Regions from separate parts of the Gossypium hirsutum genome. Here all the other regions are linked to region 2. A link is a contact called in public Hi-C data. All regions are on one chromosome and are shown on one strand. The core of a region is the stretch at or near the end of the contact, and the rest is flanking DNA. Distances in the headings are between cores, read along the strand shown. Region 1 holds the start of LOC107893898 (serine/threonine-protein kinase ATG1c). Region 2 has its middle 24 kb from the start of LOC107894547. Region 3 holds the start of LOC107893795 (lipid phosphate phosphatase gamma).

Evidence for each region. Hi-C and Micro-C count contacts between places; a contact is called where the count stands out from the background.
Region 1: a Hi-C map of leaf shows a contact between it and region 2, with 2.3 times the contacts expected there. The contact joins the promoter of LOC107893898 here to the enhancer-like site in region 2. A contact is called at or near these places in 4 of 34 Hi-C or Micro-C datasets (callus, leaf and petal).
Region 3: a Hi-C map of leaf shows a contact between it and region 2, with 1.5 times the contacts expected there. The contact joins the promoter of LOC107893795 here to the enhancer-like site in region 2. A contact is called at or near these places in 2 of 34 Hi-C or Micro-C datasets (callus and leaf).

What each region holds. Positions count from the first base shown.
Region 1 is chrA13:42,482,604-42,485,303 of Gossypium_hirsutum_v2.1, forward strand. LOC107893898 (serine/threonine-protein kinase ATG1c) reads right to left here and starts at 1,260. Exons shown (of 13, transcript XM_016819039.2): 1 at 717-1,260. The coding sequence starts at 959.
Region 2 is chrA13:42,201,548-42,204,247 of Gossypium_hirsutum_v2.1, forward strand. No RefSeq gene overlaps it. Among protein-coding and RNA genes, the nearest start is that of LOC107894547, 24 kb to the right of the region's middle. Within about 2 kb of position 1,259, at least 1 of the 9 cell types and tissues checked has an H3K27ac peak or open chromatin away from gene starts, as enhancers often do. A contact at or near this core is called in leaf, where this site is marked.
Region 3 is chrA13:41,784,160-41,786,859 of Gossypium_hirsutum_v2.1, forward strand. It overlaps LOC107893795 (lipid phosphate phosphatase gamma), which reads right to left and starts at 1,316. Exons shown (of 2, transcript XM_016818887.2): 1 at 400-1,316. The coding sequence starts at 1,108. The coding sequence ends at 419.

The DNA of each region.
Region 1 (2,700 bases), core at 10-2,509, 280 kb after region 2:
TGCTTCCCATGATCCTTGAGACTTCTCCATTAGTATTAGTTGCTGAATTCCCAATGGCATCATTTGTCAAATGTTTTGCTATAGGAAGGAGATTATGGATGCTATAGGCTTAACTTTGTTTTATTGCTGGCTAATTTGACTAGATAAGGTGACTGATTGTACGTTTTTATTGTTTAAATGATGAATCTTATGGTGGTTTATTCCATTGGGTTGATTTGAAGGATTTTGTTGTATTAGATTAGGCGTGATGAGCAATTTAGGTGTTCAATCCCCTGTAAATGATGTTGCTCATTTTCTGTAATGAGCTTTTCTTATTAATAAAAAACTTTGCTTAGCAAAGAAAAAAACACAATATATAGATTGACTGAAATTTCCACTATTCGTTAATTCTTTCATTCTCTGCTTCCATCAAATACGAGTATGCGCGGATAGCTCTTTTCAAAAAGTAGATTCTTCTCATTTTCAATATTGCATTCTAAAATATCTTCAGTTAAAAAGAATCCACATCCTCCGTTCTTTCATCATTTTCCTTAAAAGAAGAACTTTCCCTCAATAAATGGCGCCTCAAATTTCAGTCCCTACCTTAGTTAACAACTCATTTTCAAATAGCTCCATTTCCGCCACTTCTTCCTCTACTTTATCGGCATCCAAACAACTCCCTAAAATCTAATAGTAAAAGGAAACAATTAAATAAAAGGGAACAAGAAGAAACGAACCTCAACAATATCATGCAGTCGAATAATATTAGGATGATTGATTCTCTTCAAAATAAAGATTTCCGACATCAAACTATCTTGCAACTTCTTATTGAGTCGACCCGTTACGATCTCCTTTATCGCCACCTCGGTTCCATGAACTCGATGCCTCGCATGCCAAACAATCGAAAAGGAACCCGACCCGATTTTCCGACCCACTAAATAGTTCCCTACCATTCTTCCCCTCCCCGTTGCTTGAGCCATTACAGACGAACCTGGAACAAAAAGAGAGAGAAAAAAGCCCAAGGATCCGACTCCAGAGCTTGAAGCTTTAAAAAATGGTATAGAATACTGGAATTTGGATCTTCGGAAGATCCGACCCGAATATTAATTGGATTTCCGATTCACCGTGCAAAGAAAAATAATCTGAGGAAGAGTGAGGAAGGAGGGTGAGATGAGAACTTGATTAATGAGTTCTCTAAAATTATGCATTCTAGTTATTATGGGTTGAATTATTGAGATTATTAATTGGGATTAGCGAACGTAATTGAGGATTAATGTTTTGTGATTCGATGATTATTTTGTTTTTTTTAATGAAAACCATAAGCTAAAAGCGGGATTAGACGGTGTATATTTTTAAGATACGGTTACTTATACGGTGTAACCACGGATGTTAGTGAGTTGGCTGTTTTTAATTGGGTGGACAAGTGGTAGGTGATGATGGAAAAGCGCCGATATCAGCTTTTTACCACCTGTCCGTCAGACATTGGTTAGATAACGTTAAAGCGACTTTTTGGCCTTTTATGAATTATTTAATACTTTAATTTTCATTTTCCAAGTTTACTAATAAATATCCTTTAAATAAATTTTTATTAGATGTGAAGCTAAAAATTTTAATGTTTCTTAAATAATTTTTTATTATAAAATTAAAAGAACAATAAAAATGAAAGATAATTTATCTTTTACTTACGATACAATAAGTTTGTACATGTTTTCTATTTATAGGGCTTTAAATATCATAAGTTATAAAACATTAAGGATTAAAATTAAGGTATCTTGTAAATAATTTAGGGGTTTTAAGAAAATGAATTTAAGGGTTATAGACATTCATTCTTTAAATGTTATAATAAGATAAATTTGAGGTTATGAACATCCATTTATAAATAGATTTACAACACTCCCCATTGAATGTCTATTAATAAAAATGTTTCGTAAAAAATTATTAAGAAAAATTTATGAAATAAAAACCTAATGAAAGAAAAAAGTACATAATCTATTATTACAAGTTATCTCATTAAAAAATTTTATCACGAAAACCTAGTAAGATAAAACATTGATTAAAGGAAAAGAGTGCAATATATTTTTTACTCCCTCTAATGACAACATCACATTATATCTTTGAGTTGACATATTCCAATTTTGTCCAGTAGTCCTTCAAATGTTAAAGTTAACAATGCATTGGTAAAAAAATCTGTTTAATCATCACTAGAATGAATTTGTTGAACTTCTATATCACATTTCTTCTCAAGATTATGAGTGAATAATAGTTTTGGTGAAATATGTTTCGTTCTATCACCTTTGATGTAACCACCCTTCAATGGAGCTATACATGTTACATTATCTTCGTATAAGATAGTTGACATATTTTTTTTGTAAAGGCATATTACATATCTTCTAAATATGTTGGGTCAATAATAAGGGCGAAGTTAGAAAAAAAATTTCATGTGGGCAAAAATTAAATTGTAATTTTCACAATAGTAAAAATGTAATTTCGCCATTTTAATAGCATGTATCTTATAATTTTTAAAAAAATTTAATCAATTTTTTATCATTTTTAGGGGGCAAAGTGCAATTTTACCTTTACTAATTTAAAATCTTAAAAATTTTAAAGGGCCTAAAAATATTATTTTAGGGGATTCGAGGCCCCTGTCAACTCCCTAACTATGTCCCTGATCAATAACTTTAGCAAAACACACTTTTGATTTTCCCTATGCATTGCAATTAT
Region 2 (2,700 bases), core at 9-2,508:
TGTTGTTTACCTTTTAAAAGCAGCTTCTGATCAGTAGAAGAGAGTAAGAGAAATCCTCTTCTTTATTGATTAATTTTGGTCCAATTAAAAATCGTCTTTAATTATTATAGGAGGTTAGGTGGGATTGGTGAACGGCCTTACAAATATATTACTGACTGTTTAAGTAACTGGTATACTTTAATTTTTTTTTAATAAACTGGATCCTTTTTTATCCCACCTTTACTTGAAAAAATAGAGACCTAAAAGTAATGATGAAATAAGAAGTGCATGGTGTCCCTAGTTATTTTATCTAATCAATAATTAAATCGATTGACTCACATGCAGAAAATCCCATACTTACACATTACTATTTGGGAAATTTAATGATAATACACAATTTGCCTTTGTCATTGCTACCAAGGCTTCTTCAAATGCAACTATTTCGAAGTCTCAAGGCCAGTAGACGTGTTTGATGTAGAAACAATAACCTATGCAAAAAGAAGGCAACTGCGTGATTATCAAGATAAATATTATCGTCCATGGCTGGAATCCATTTCTTATGAAATGCATTAAATATGGCACAGATAAAATGTCCTTTTATTGTTGTCAGCGTCGACGGAAAAACAAAAAATAATAGAACCCCACAACATCCACATTTACTTTAGTAATTTTTAGGCTGTGGATGTTAATGTCTCGAAAAAATAGATTTTTGTGTGATTTCAAAGACGATTAATTCTGTGGTTGAAAATGAATTAAACCAATTATTTCATTATCACGAATGACACCCGTCCTAGCAAAGCAGCTTTTGTCTCACAGGCGCAGGGCATTTGGGCGGGTCGGAGGAAGTTGCTATTTCGCTGCCATTTTACTCGACTATTTTTTTTTTCTCTTGAAAAGGAGAGGGTGCATTCGGAATCGTAATGGAAACAATCAACTCTAGTTAAGGAAATATTGCAGTTTGCTCTGGCAGTAGGGAATGATGCCGTAGTTGTTTGTTGTTGTGGTTTGGGAAAGTGAGCAGATAGATGAAGGAAGATGATGGAGTTTAGGTTTCAACGGGTGTTCAAACAGTGTAGCATGCAGAATCGATTTCCTAGAGTTTTCTTTTACCTTGTTCGAATGAGCGTGAGCCTACATATCCATATTCTTAGCTAGGTGTCTCTTTTTCGATATTCATGACATTAGTTAGTGGTCCTATTAACATGTGTATTAGTGTATATTCCTTAAGTCACGTGCCACCTCGTCAAGCCTTCATAGCTTGCTGTTGATGAGTTGACGAGCCTTACAAATGGAAGATGAGACAAATGGGGTTTCTTTCATTAGCTAAATTATTGAGCCTGTTGACCAGCCCAGCATGATCCGTCTGAAAAAGAACATGGTCTTTTATATTTAATTTGCGCGCCACGTCAATGCTTTCCTCAAAGGCCACGCATTCGGCCTCTTCCACCGACCGCCTGCCCACTTTAAAACCCCCACCGCCACCTAAAACAAAACCTTCTTCATCTCTTATTACCGTCCCATACCCGATTCCGTTTTCCCCAACTGTAGCATCAAAGTTTATTTTTAAAAAACCTTTCGGATGTTTAACCCACCTCTTCTCCACTATGTTTTGTGAGATTAATGGTTCATGCAGCATATTACATATCCAGAATTCCTTCCTCAAGTTGCTAGCTCTTTCCCATATTAGCTACGCCTCCTCTTCTTTTCCCCTGAAAATGAAGTTATTTCTATTATTCCAACAGTTCCATAAAATTGTCATTAAGTCAGCCATGGCTCTCTTGTCAAGGACACGCATCAAGTCTTCCAACCAATCAATGCAATGATCATAAGTTTTAGAAATAAAGCTCCTGGACCATCCTCCTATCGACAAAACTACTCTCGACGTTGGGCAGCCTCTTAGCGCATGAAGCAATGTTTCGACCTCGGCTCCACATCTCGGGCATCCTTTGTTAAAACCTGGTTTGATGGATGCGATCTTTCCATTTGTCGGAAGAATTTCATGTCCCACTCGCCACGTAAAAACACAGACCTTCGGTAAAGTGTCGAGTTTCCATAGAGCTCTCCAAAAAAACCTGTGAGGACCATATCCCATTTCTTTCAACAACAGCCCCGAGTAGGCAGACTTTGAAGTAAAACATCCATGAGTGTTGTGAAACCATATTATTTTATCTTCCTGACCCACATCTCCAATAGGGATGTCGCAAATCTTATCACCCCAGTCTTGCCCATACGCTTGCTTAACTTTATTCACATCCCAGTTTCTTCTATCCACGTGCCAGAGATCTTTCACATACTTTTCATTATGGTTGAGAGTGTTGCTTATGACCACGTCCCCATTAAGCCCTTCCATACCCCAATTATCAGCCCAAATATTTATCTTCTCTTCATTACCAATCTGCCACCCAAAGCCATCTTTAAAGGCTTCCACCGCTGCCGCAATGCTTGACCAAGTGAAAGAAGCTTTGTCCACCTTTTTAGCATGGAAAATATTCCCATCAGGGAAGTACCTCGACGATAGCACTTTGAAACAAAGAGAATCTGTATTGTTTAAGAGTCTCCACACTTGACGCCCTAAGAGGGCAAGGTTGAACAGTCTAACATCTCTAATTCCAAGGCCTTCCATCCTTTTCGGTTTGCACAATGTTTTCCATGGGATCATTGTCCAGAATCTACCTTTGTCTTTACCCGACCACCATGTTCTACTCAGCAGGGCTTGAATGT
Region 3 (2,700 bases), core at 66-2,565, 420 kb before region 2:
AAATGACACAAAGGAATGAGTCACTGTTTAATGCAGGGTCAACATAAAGTACTTAATCCATGAATCCAAAGCTTAGGTCAACTGCTTCATACAAATATCCTTAAGAGGTGGCATTCATTAGTTTTTAATTCATATTCCAATATGTTCAACACTAACCCTAACTATTCCTACCAGCAAATAAAAGGTGCTTGCTCGGTCACTTCATACAACCATCCTTAGAATGTAACAGCTACTAAGCTTGGAATTAGGATCCCAACACGTGTAATTTATTATTACCGAAACAAAAATGTTCAAGGAAAATTTTCACATTATCAAAGATGCAAAATAACCAAGTAAGTTTCAATACAAAATGTAACAAAAGATTGAACATATGAAACTATATATGTAAATATTTCATACCTGATGAGTTTGTGTTTAATCAACTGCTCTTGGAAGCCATGGCTTTTCTGGCAGCCATAGTATTCCTAGCAGCCCTTGCATTATCATACTCAAACTTCAACACATCTGATATGTGAGAAGTATCCTTAACATAAAAAAACCTCCCAAAGGGACTCTCTTCAATCAAAGGGAAATAACAGAAGAGCATAGAATTCACCACCCAAAACCAGAGCCCACCAAGCAAAATCCCCAATGAAGCTCCAGCAAGAACCTGGGCCACCGTATGGTAACCTAAATAAACCCTAGAATACATAGTCAAGACAGCCAAAGACCAAGGTAAAAACAAAGCAGCCCACTTGGTTCTAACATTCCAAATCCCACCGATCCCTTTGCATGTCAAAAGGGTGAAATAAACAGCGAAAAAGAACATGTATTGAGAGAGACTTGAAGGCCAGCCGTGAGAATCACACATTTCTAAAAGAGCACAGGTTTCAGGGCGGGCTTGTTGAACGGATTTTTTGATGAATTCATTAATGAACTGTGATATTACTAGGCCTAATGCAAAGAACATGCTTTGAAGCTCTCTACGGAAGATGAAATGAGAAACGAAGCCACCAAGGGAAATGAAAACGGGAACTAAAGAAACCCAGGCTAAGAAATGGCCTAGTTGGTCACCTCTTTGATACCTTACATGAGTTAAACTTACCGCTTTTAGTGCATTATATGTCATGGTGGGATTTCGATCTGGGTTTTTGGAGAAGTTGGGATCAAACTTAACTTTAAGACGGGATTTAGTTTGGGAGAGTTGGGTCAAAGCCGGTGCTTTCAATGTTTGTTTGAGGGGAAACTGCCGTGAAATTAAAAGCCAAAAAGGATAAAAGTCCAAGGAAGTATCTGGAAAGGAACACCCATTGAGTTGGCTACACGTGGGAATAATGAAACTCACACAAAATTAGTATTTTTTTTTTAAATCTTAATTCGGCTTTTTTATATTAAATTATTATTTAAATTAATTTCTCAAAATAAATGTGTTTTGAGATTATTTTTCCGAAAATGTTGCATAAAGCCTTCAACCTAATTTGTTCTGGATGTAATCATCAGAAGGAATTTCCATTGTGATTGGGTTATAGATGGACAGAAAATTGGTTTTATACAAAATTTCAGATCTAATTGAATTTTTAAGTTAATCTTAAACTAAATTAAATTCCAATTTAGTTTTAAAGATTAAATTAAATTTTTACTTTAAATGGAGAGATTTAATTAAATTTTAAAAATAAATTAAATTAAATTAAAATTTTATTTTAAATGGAGAGATTAAATTAAATTTTAAAAATAAATTAAATAAATTTAATTATTGTTAATTTTTAATGAAAATTCTGTGCATGTTAGAAATGAGAGAATGAGCAGAAGTCTAATCCAATTTAATATTATATATAATATTTAAAATCAAAAGTTTTAAATAATTATTTCTACGTGGATGATCTAAACTTTTTGTAAATGAAAATTTAAAGTTCCACAATTTGCTATGCATTTAATTTTAGATATATTATGCATATTAAATTTTAAATTTCTTTTCAAGAAATTGCTTATAGGCTAAAAAGTATTTTTTAAACCCATAAATAATGCCAAATATTTCACTTTTGAAATTGAACAAAGGAGGAGAGTAAAGAGGAGATAGTGATAATTCTGTAGAGGCCGGTTTACTTAAAACAGTTGAGAGACAGAAAGGAACAAGATAACAGGCTGATTGAAAGAGAGAAGAAGGATTTGCTCAAAGTAACTTTAGGGTTGAAAAAGATGATCCCTTCTTCATTGCTAGGAGGGTATTTATAGGAGAGGTTCTATACTTCACTAATGTGATGTAACAGCCTGTTTTTAGTCAAATTAGAACAGTAGTTTCGGGACCACAAATCTGAGGTTAAAATATTTATTTTATTATTATTTTAATTTTTACAGCATGAATATATGATGGTGTGAAATTTTTGTTACGAAATTTTAGCATTTAGTTGCTCAATTTGATAAAAAAGACTAAATCGCGTAAAATGAAAAAGTGCTATTCTATTAGTTAAGAGTGCTAAATAGCTATAGAACCTTAAAGTTAAGGTCCTTATGTTGTAAAATTAGATATTGGATGATAATGGCTTGGCATAATTGAAATTTTGAATTAATAATAAGGTTAATTTTGTCATTTAGTAATTAAAGGTTAATTTAATAAAACAAAAGCCTTTAATTTCATTCATATTCTTCCTTAGCCGTTTGTAACATGAAGAATAGCCATTTTTAGGGCTTGATATTCAGCCAAGCCTTGTATGCTCAATTAGG